Linked DNA regions of Zea mays: region 2 is linked to region 1. A link is a contact called in public Hi-C data. All regions are on one chromosome and are shown on one strand. Each heading gives the region's core, a stretch centred on a gene start, on an enhancer-like site or on the middle of the called end of the contact. The rest is flanking DNA. Distances are from core to core; before and after follow the strand shown.

What was found. A called contact is a pair of places that touch in the nucleus more often than the background predicts.
Region 2: a Hi-C map of leaf shows a contact between it and region 1, with 3 times the contacts expected there. The contact joins the promoter of lox11 here to the enhancer-like site in region 1. A contact is called at or near these places in 5 of 25 Hi-C or Micro-C datasets (ear and leaf).

What each region holds. Positions count from the first base shown.
Region 1 is chr5:125,798,298-125,802,442 of Zm-B73-REFERENCE-NAM-5.0, reverse strand. LOC100277826 (Tubulin binding cofactor C domain-containing protein) reads right to left here. Exons shown (of 9, transcript NM_001412165.1): 9 at 3,397-3,819. The coding sequence ends at 3,776. Among protein-coding and RNA genes, the nearest start is that of LOC100277826, 19 kb to the right of the region's middle. Within about 2 kb of position 2,817, at least 15 of the 20 cell types and tissues checked have an H3K27ac peak or open chromatin away from gene starts, as enhancers often do. A contact at or near this core is called in ear and leaf, where this site is marked.
Region 2 is chr5:125,883,045-125,887,535 of Zm-B73-REFERENCE-NAM-5.0, reverse strand. lox11 (linoleate 13S-lipoxygenase11) reads right to left here and starts at 1,525. Exons shown (of 4, transcript NM_001112511.1): 1 at 1,005-1,525; 2 at 627-892; 3 at 1-514. The coding sequence starts at 1,380.

The sequences.
Region 1 (4,145 bases), core at 1,568-4,067:
CTGCAGAGGCCTGATGGGTGCGATTAAGTCAGGGATCAGTCCATACGAGTGATTCGATCACGCTTCACCCGAGCCTAGCCTCGGACTCGGGCAGCCGACCTCAAGGGACTTCCGTCTCGCCCGAGGCCCCCCTTTTAACGGCGGACACATCTCCGGCTCGCCCGAGGCCTTGGCTTCGCTAAGAAGCAACCCTGACAAAATCGCCGCACCGACTGACCAAGTTGCAGGAGCATTTAACGCAAAGGTGGCCTGACACCTCTATCCTGACGCGCGCCCCCCGGCAGAGCCGAAGTGACCGCCGTCACTCCGCCGCTCCACTGACCGGTCTGACAGAAGGACAGCGCCGCCTGCGCCACTCCGACTGCAGTGCCACTCGACAGAGTGAGTCTGACAGGCAGTCAGACCTCGCCAGAGGCGCCATAGGAAACTCCGCTCCGCCCGACCCCAGGGCTCGGACTCGGGCTAAGACCCGGAAGACGGCGAACTCCGCTCCGCCCGACCCCAGGGCTCGGACTCGGGCTAAGACCCGGAAGACGGCGAACTCCGCTCCGCCCGACCCCAGGGCTCGGACTCGGGCTAAGACCCGGAAGACGGCGAACTCCGCTCCGCCCGACCCCAGGGCTCGGACTCAGGCTAAGACTCGGAAGACGGCGAACTCCGCTCCGCCCGACCCCAGGGCTCGGACTCGGGCTCGGCCCCGGAAGACGACGAACTCCGCCTCGCCCGACCCCAGGGCTCGGACTCCGCCCTGGCCTCTGCCGAACGACTTCCGCCTCGCCCGACCCAAGGGCTCGGGCTCGGCCTCGGCAACGGAAGACAGATTCGACCCCAGCTTCGGAGGAACGCCCACGTCGCCCGGCTTCAGGCGCGGGCCCGCCCACGTCAACAGGGAGCGCCATCATCACTCTACCCCGAGCCGACTCGGGCCGCAGAGAGCAAGACCGGTGTCCCATCTGGCCAGCTCCGCCAGATAGGCAATGATGGCGCCCCGCGTGCCCTGTGACGACGGCGGCTCTCAGCTCCCTTACGGAAGCAGGGGGACGTCAGCAAAGACTCGACCGCTCTGACAGCTGTCCCTCCGCCAAGCTCCATTGCTCCTCCGACAGCCACGACATCACACCAGCAGGGTGCCAAGATCTCTCCGGCTGCCACATTGGCATGTACTTAGGGCGCTAGCTCTCCCTCCGCTAGACACGTAGCACTCTGCTACACCCCCATTGTACACCTGGCTCCTCTCCTTACGCCTATAAAAGGAAGGACCAGGGCCTTCTCAGAGAAGGTTGGCCGCGCGGGACCGAGGACGGGACAGGCGCTCTCTTGGGGCCGCTCGCTTCCCTCACCCGCGTGGACGCTTGTAACCCCCCTACTGCAAGCGCACCCGACCTGGGCGCGGGACGAACACGAAGGCCGCGGGACTTCCACCTCTCTCACGCCCGTCTCCGGCCACCTCGCCTCTCCCCCCTTCGCGCTCGCCCACGCGCTCGACCCATCTGGGCTGGGGCACGCAGCACACTCACTCGTCGGCTTAGGGACCCCCCGGTCTCGAAACGCCGACAACCATCGTCACGGTTGCTGACATGTTGCTTGCTTGCTTGCTCGCTATCCACAATGGTCGACTTGTTTATAATGGTCGGCTTTTAGGATCGCTCCTCCTAATTTTGAAAGTATATGTTCTACAATTTTTAGTGGCTAGAATTGAGCGCGTCGGCCGATGGCAAGGCACACACGAAGATGAGACGGGTAGGGCTGAAAACATGGTGGGAAAATCCTATACCGACCGACGTCGTATAGCATAATAGACGACTGTATATTGTATCCTAAAAACATGATCAGGAGATGAAGTGGTAGGCCGATGACTATGGAAACCCATTTAAATCTAGGAAGCACGACGACTATGAAACTTGTAAAAATTTATACTTTATATAGTAGAGATATCATATTAGTGTGAGATCATGGTTGTATTTATTACCTTGAGTTGAACATTTGGAGCGGTTACATGCATGGGTTTTCCCGATTTTAATTATCGATTTCTAATTGTTATCGACTGTATCATTTACCGTCATCTTGTTACTCTCGATTTCATTTTTCGGACCAACGACCTAGTTACCATTTTTAATCTCTACTACTTTAAAGCTTCAATTTTGTGTAGAGTGTGTACTGTGCGATACGTGTAGGTCTATTACTCTTCCCCGCTTGTCATCTAACAATGAGACGTTAATGTTTTGAGAAACCACCCAAGCCCAATAAAACAGAAAGTCGCACAGCGCAACACTCGTATATAGTACTAACTCGTTGGCTAAAGAATGACGAAAGACCAAGCAACCTATAAATACTACCTCGCTAGCTAAAGAATGACGAAAGACCAAACAACCTATAAAAAGAGGGTCGGATTCCTTTTCAACTTATATCTTTTCCAGCTTTTTGACTAAGATACGGAATAATAGTTATTCTTATCAGTTTAATATCTGATATACAAACTATATATTCACTTTTATTATTTTATAGATATCAAATATGATTGTATATGGTTACAACAGGACGGATATTATACTAATTTTAAATTAAAATATAGATTTTAAAGTATCCGAGGTTTTCTAACCGTTCCCGGCAGTTTCAATCCCTAAAGACGGGACAGCTAGCGCCACGCGGGGCCGTCGATCGCAAGGCGCCACCGAGGGCGACGACGTCGCGTCAGCTCGCATCCGTTTCCGCGATGGCAAAATACCTCCGCTCATCACGAGGTCCTGTAGCAGTGTGTCCCAACTCCCAATACTCGGCGCCCAGAGGGGCAACGACCAACCAGAACGTACGCAAGACGCATGAAAACGCGCGCGTGGCGGTCGGCAGGGGCTGGACAAGCAGGCAAAACGAACCAACAGGAAGGAAGGAGATCCAGCAGCATCGGCACACAATAATTGCAATGCACAACACACATCTCCAGCATGACATGTGACCACCAACTAATAAAGCCTCAAAATTATGGGGATTTATCTCTTTCACGTAAACTCAAACAAATAAACTTTAAGAACTAGTTTGGAAACCTAATTTTTTTCGAGGTTTTTTATTTTCTCAAGAGAAATTAGTTTATTTTCGCTTGAGAAATTAGAAATCCTATGAAAAAATAAAGTTACCAAACTAGCTCTAAGGGCTACTTTATAGGGAATTGAAGTGGAAATGAACTAATTTACTCTCTAATCCTCTTCAATCCAGAAGGAGATTGGAGTTAATTTGGAAACCCCATTTTTCCAAAGGATTGTCATTTTCACAAGAAGAATTAGTTCATTTTTCTTTGAGAAAATAGAGTTCCCAAACTAGCACTAACAAGAGTCGCAAAATTTTGACCAACGATGGAAGTTGCAACGGAACATGTATGTAAGGAGGAACGAAAGACAATTTGGTCCATAGAGGGTTGACATGATGAGCCATTTAGCAAAACGGAATGAAATGTTTATTTAACAACGTTTGATTCATTAGTCCCTATTACATACTCGTGGACATTATCAAGGGCCAAAAAATGAGTAGAAACAGGGGGGAAATTAAGCAATATCACATCCTAATTAATACCCAACTCGCAGCAAAGAGAAGACTTGGAGAAATACGCAAATGAATCTGTAAAAAATAGGCAATAGTACATCTTCATTTTTTACATACTTGTGTAAATACCGCAGGTGAGCAGGGTGGGAGTCCTTTCCATGGAAGGAAGAGGTCAGCTTCGACAATCGTCGAATGTTTTTGAGGAGTCGGCAGAGGATAATCAGTCTTGTAAATTGCACCATTAATCACCTTGTAGACAGTAGAGCTGGCGGATATTGCCCGAAGCTGAGGACATAACAACACAAAACAAACCAAGTTTTCAAGAGAAGACACACGAAACTGACTAGTATCATTTTCAGCAAATGTCATTTAGAACCATTGTGCCAAAAAAAAAAGTGGCAGGAGCACTGCTAATTCCTTAGAAGGAAAAAGAAGATATTAGTTTATAAAAACTCAAAAGAAAAATGTATTTTATGGTATCACATACTGTCTAATTTCGGTGACTAATCTAGGTTTACAAATTAAGGTATTCTTCCCAAGGGTAAAGAACTATAGAAATCTGCTTGTGCTGACATGTAATTGCCATATCACTGCATATCTGTTAACCATAA
Region 2 (4,491 bases), core at 276-2,775, 86 kb before region 1:
CCTCCACCAGCTTGACCACGCGCGGGACGATGCTGCGGATGGCGCCCAACCCGGTCTGCGCCGGCAGCGGGATGCCGTCGCTGTAGAGGTCGTCGATGGCCGGGAAGTGCGGGAAGCGCAGCTCCCTCTTGATGAGCATCGGCCTGATGGCCGGGAGCAGCGCGTGCAGGCCCGAGCGCAGCGTCGTGGCCCCGAACGTGAGCTGCTTGACCTCCGAGAACTGCTCGTCGCGGGGCACGTAGTTGTGCCCATGGCGCACCTCCGCCTCGGGGTCCTTCCTGGTCCTGGGGCGACCGGTGCGGCAGCGGCGCGGGTACGGGTACCGCTTGCTGCCGCCCAGCACGGGCCGCTGGTGGGCGGGGTTCTTGTCCGGGTCGCCCAGGTCGTTGTACACGTCGTAGTCGTAGACGCGCTCGGACGCCTTGCGCTCGCCGTGGCCGTCGCCCCGAAGCGCCTGCAGGTCCTTCTTCCTCAGGTCCTCCAGGCCCTTGGGCGTGTCGGACGGCAGGTAGGACTGCACGCACGCGATCGATCGAAGCAACGGTCATATGCCATGCATCTAGCTGGCAGCTATAGGCTATAGCAAGTTCCCAGCAGTGCCCTATATGCATGCTGTGACGGCTGACCTTGAGGGTGAAGAAGATGCGCTTCTCCGGGTTGTCGAACTTGGAGTGCACCCAGGAGTTGCAGCCGAAGGTGACGGCGGTGCTGCTGTCGCTGCCCGTGACGAGCTTGATCTCCCTGATGAAGATCTCCTTGTGGTGCTCGTTCTCCAGCAGCACCGCGCCCACGGGCCCGAACGACGCCGGCACCTTGAACTCCGCCTCGTAGTGGCCCTCCCGCAGCGTCTTGTGAGCGAACGCCGTCACCCGCGGCTTCTCCAGACCCGTCTCTGCACCCACCACCACCACCACACATGCTCAGAGCCTCAGACTCGCTCGATCAGGTTCAGGTACATATACATACAGACTAACAGACGGACGGTATCACGCACTACTACTCACTTGCGTCGACCTCGGAGCTGACGAGTTCCATCAGCAGCGTCTTGCCGAAGAAGTCGCCGGCGTCGTCGAGGGCGCGCTGGAAGTACATCTGACCGATGGCCGGCGCCGCCTGCACCGAGGCCGTCACCGTCAGCATCTTCTCCACGGTGACGGCCGACACGGCGCCGCTGGCCTCCTCGGTGGCGCTGCAGCTGATCCTCGGCAGCCGCATGTGGCGCTGGAGCCGGGAGCGGGGGGAGGACACGACGCCCCTCCGCCTGCTGGCCGCCGCCGCCGCCGCCGCCACCGGAGAGGGCGACGACGCCAGGCGCGAGCCGATGACATTGCCCCGGTGCGCGGGCAGCACGAGAGGCTGCTTCATGTTCATCTGAATCATGGCTAGCTGCCCTGCCCCTGCTTTTTCTGTAGATCAGATCGGACGACTGAAACAAGCTAGCCAGTAGTCGACCGAGCGCGCGGTCTGTGCGTATGCTGATGGGCCGTAGATATAGTGAGTCCGGTGGGGTAGATGCCGTGTTGCACGTGGGGGATCGGAATAATATCAGGGGCCAATTCCCTGTATGCCACTGGAAAATATACTCATTCCTTGTATGCCACTAGCCCCACATGTCATAGACACCAAAAAATATACCTATATGCCACTCAGTGGCACACAAGGGATGAGTATAAAATATGATGGCATACCAGGAATTTTCTCTAATATCAGCGACTGGTGTGGTGTGTGTGTGCCAATGCTCAGAGCGAGCTGTTCTTTGCAAGGCAGGCTCGAACTGTTTCCGTGACCACCTAACAGGATCTCGCGTGGAACGGAAGGACCAACGACTCGATCTCGAGAGGATCGACAGGCCGGGTCTTTGAAAGGGCGGATTGGCTCGAACTGTTTCCCTGACCACCGATGAGTGCTCTGACGATCAAGTACCATTGCTGTTGCAGTGTCCAACGTCTTGCCATGGACAAAGAGAAGATTGTCTCGAAACGATCGATCTGGGCGTACGTGGTTCCATGGATATGTACCGTGTGCGACGCGTGGGCCGGTGTGCCCCTCACAAGAGTAGCTCGCAACTCGCCTTGGCCAGGTAGGTAAGTCGTGGCAAGGCTGGAGGCTGCACATGCACGACCGCTGGTCGCTGTCGACTGAAGATCGAGGTGCCCGGCTCTGAGAAGATGGTCACCGACTGCAACTTGACCTGCTCGGCAACTGGTCACGTTGTTGACGGTCATGTTGCTGTTACAATGAGCAAATGGTCGACGGGTTTACCGTTTTGAGCCTAAAAAACCCGCACCCCTTCGGTTTCGGTAACTCCGCGTACCGACCAGTTTACCCAAACCAAATCAAACTTAGTTTCGTGGCGGTTTATCGATGAAAAACCTGCGGTAAATTAAACTTCCCTAAACCGTTGGTTTTCCAAAAAAAATGCATCGGTTTTCACTATTTTTTACATAAGAAAAAAATGACAGGATTCTATTTGTAATTTGCTCGATTCACATTGCACAGTAAATATTAATTGATCCACACGACATATATTTACCAAAATAACATACGACATACATATGCAACCGCAAACTTCAGTTCTTATACAACAAACAACCAACGAACTTCGCGATACTCAAATACAAGTTTTTTTTGCATCTCTCCAATGCGTCAACGACACATAGGTCGACTTATTTTTATAATACTCACATGTTCAGCTCGAGTCATAGTGATAGTACCCAAGCATGTTGTAAGGATCGTGATATGGTTTCAATCCGTCATAGTGATAGTTCTATACAAAAAGATATGAGATACATTAGCGAGAAAACAAGAACGGCAAATAAATACTTATCCACGAAGCAAAAATAACATACTGGTGCAGCGGGAACTTATCCATACCCATATTGTGGTCCTGGTGGGTACTTATTTGACAAATTTGAATATGGCGGTGGAGGGGGTCCATAGTTTCCATACCCATACATGATCGATGGTGGTACTTTGTCTGGTGGTCCTTGACCCGGTTGCCATTGCCATGCAAAAGGGTTATAGACTGAGTCTTGTCCAAGCGGATAGTTAGAAGAATTGGAGCTACTTGAGCTACGGATTCCATCTTGGACAGAAAATGAAACTGAACGATGCCGACCACTTATTGTCTCTCGCTGTGAATGAGGTGCATCATGGTAAGAATGTTGTGTGGCATGGGTGAACCGACTTCCTCTAGTGGACCTCCAATCTCATGCACCACTCTCTCCTGCACTACTCCCTCTTGCACCACTCCCTCCTGCACAATATAATCCAACATCACCATGGTTGCCATCATCACCTGCACTAGGGTCGGTTGTGTTATCATCACTGTCTTCATCCTCTTCTTCCTCTTCGATTTGATTGGTGATTTTGACCCTTTTCCTTTCCTATCTGATGGACCAAGTCTTGTCTTCCCCTTGCCAAGGTGGGTGTCGCTAACTGTTTCATCGGCCCATTCTTGCACTTCCTATGTGCCTCCATATTTGTGTACAAGCGATGTAAATAGTGTGCTAGGAAGAGGAGTGTCACTGATAGGTGAGTCTTCATCCAACGTTGGAGGTGCATTGGATCTTCCTCTTTCCATCCAATCTCTAATGGCTTCATTATGCCTGTGTAATGATAGATCCATGAAGGCCAAGGCAGGATCAAACTCACTAGGCTCTGGTGTGTTAGATGCTTGTTGGATGCTAAGACGAAGGTTTTAGTTAACAAACACAAGTTCATGCAATTGAAAGTAGTTGAGTTTGTTGCAGAGCTTTGTGTGGATGAATGCAAAAGTACTCCAGTTGCGCTCGCACCCTCTCGACGAGGCACACTCTGATAGTAACCGCTTAGCAACACGTTGTAGTGTCGACATATCTGATCCAAACATGGATCACCAACTCAACGGAGATGTCACGCAGTCAATGGCCTTTCTCCTTGCAAGCTCACTTGAGAAGTCTACAATCTTCCTCTTGAAGAAGTCATACTCTTGGAGTGCCACTGCAACAGTATTCGAATCAAACATCCTTTCGACACCCTTATGAAGATTTGTCATGAGATTGTTCGTGGTCCCCATGACATAGTTCACATATGGATGCAAGGCACACGCTAGTTGCACATATGTGTCTGTCATGACAATGTTCATTCTAGCATCAACCACATCTGTTGGGGGCCTTCGTCTTCCGAAGGTCCTCAAAAACATGATTAACAATGTTTCCCAAGTGTAATATATGTATATGAACCTTCGGACTCGGAATGGAGCTGTACACATTATGAAAAGCATGGTCGGGACGAAGGTTGAACCAGTTCCGAAGCTACGCGCAAGGAAGCTTCGGCTCAGTAGCAGAAAAAGGAACCGACTTAAAGAGGAAAATGCAATCTAGTCCTCGATAGATTGTCCTTAAGTCAATAGTAAACATGAAGGACATGAATGTAATTTTACACAGGCTGCGCCTTGTGCCTATAAATAGATGAACAGTATCCCTATACTGTTCACGTTGACTTGTATTC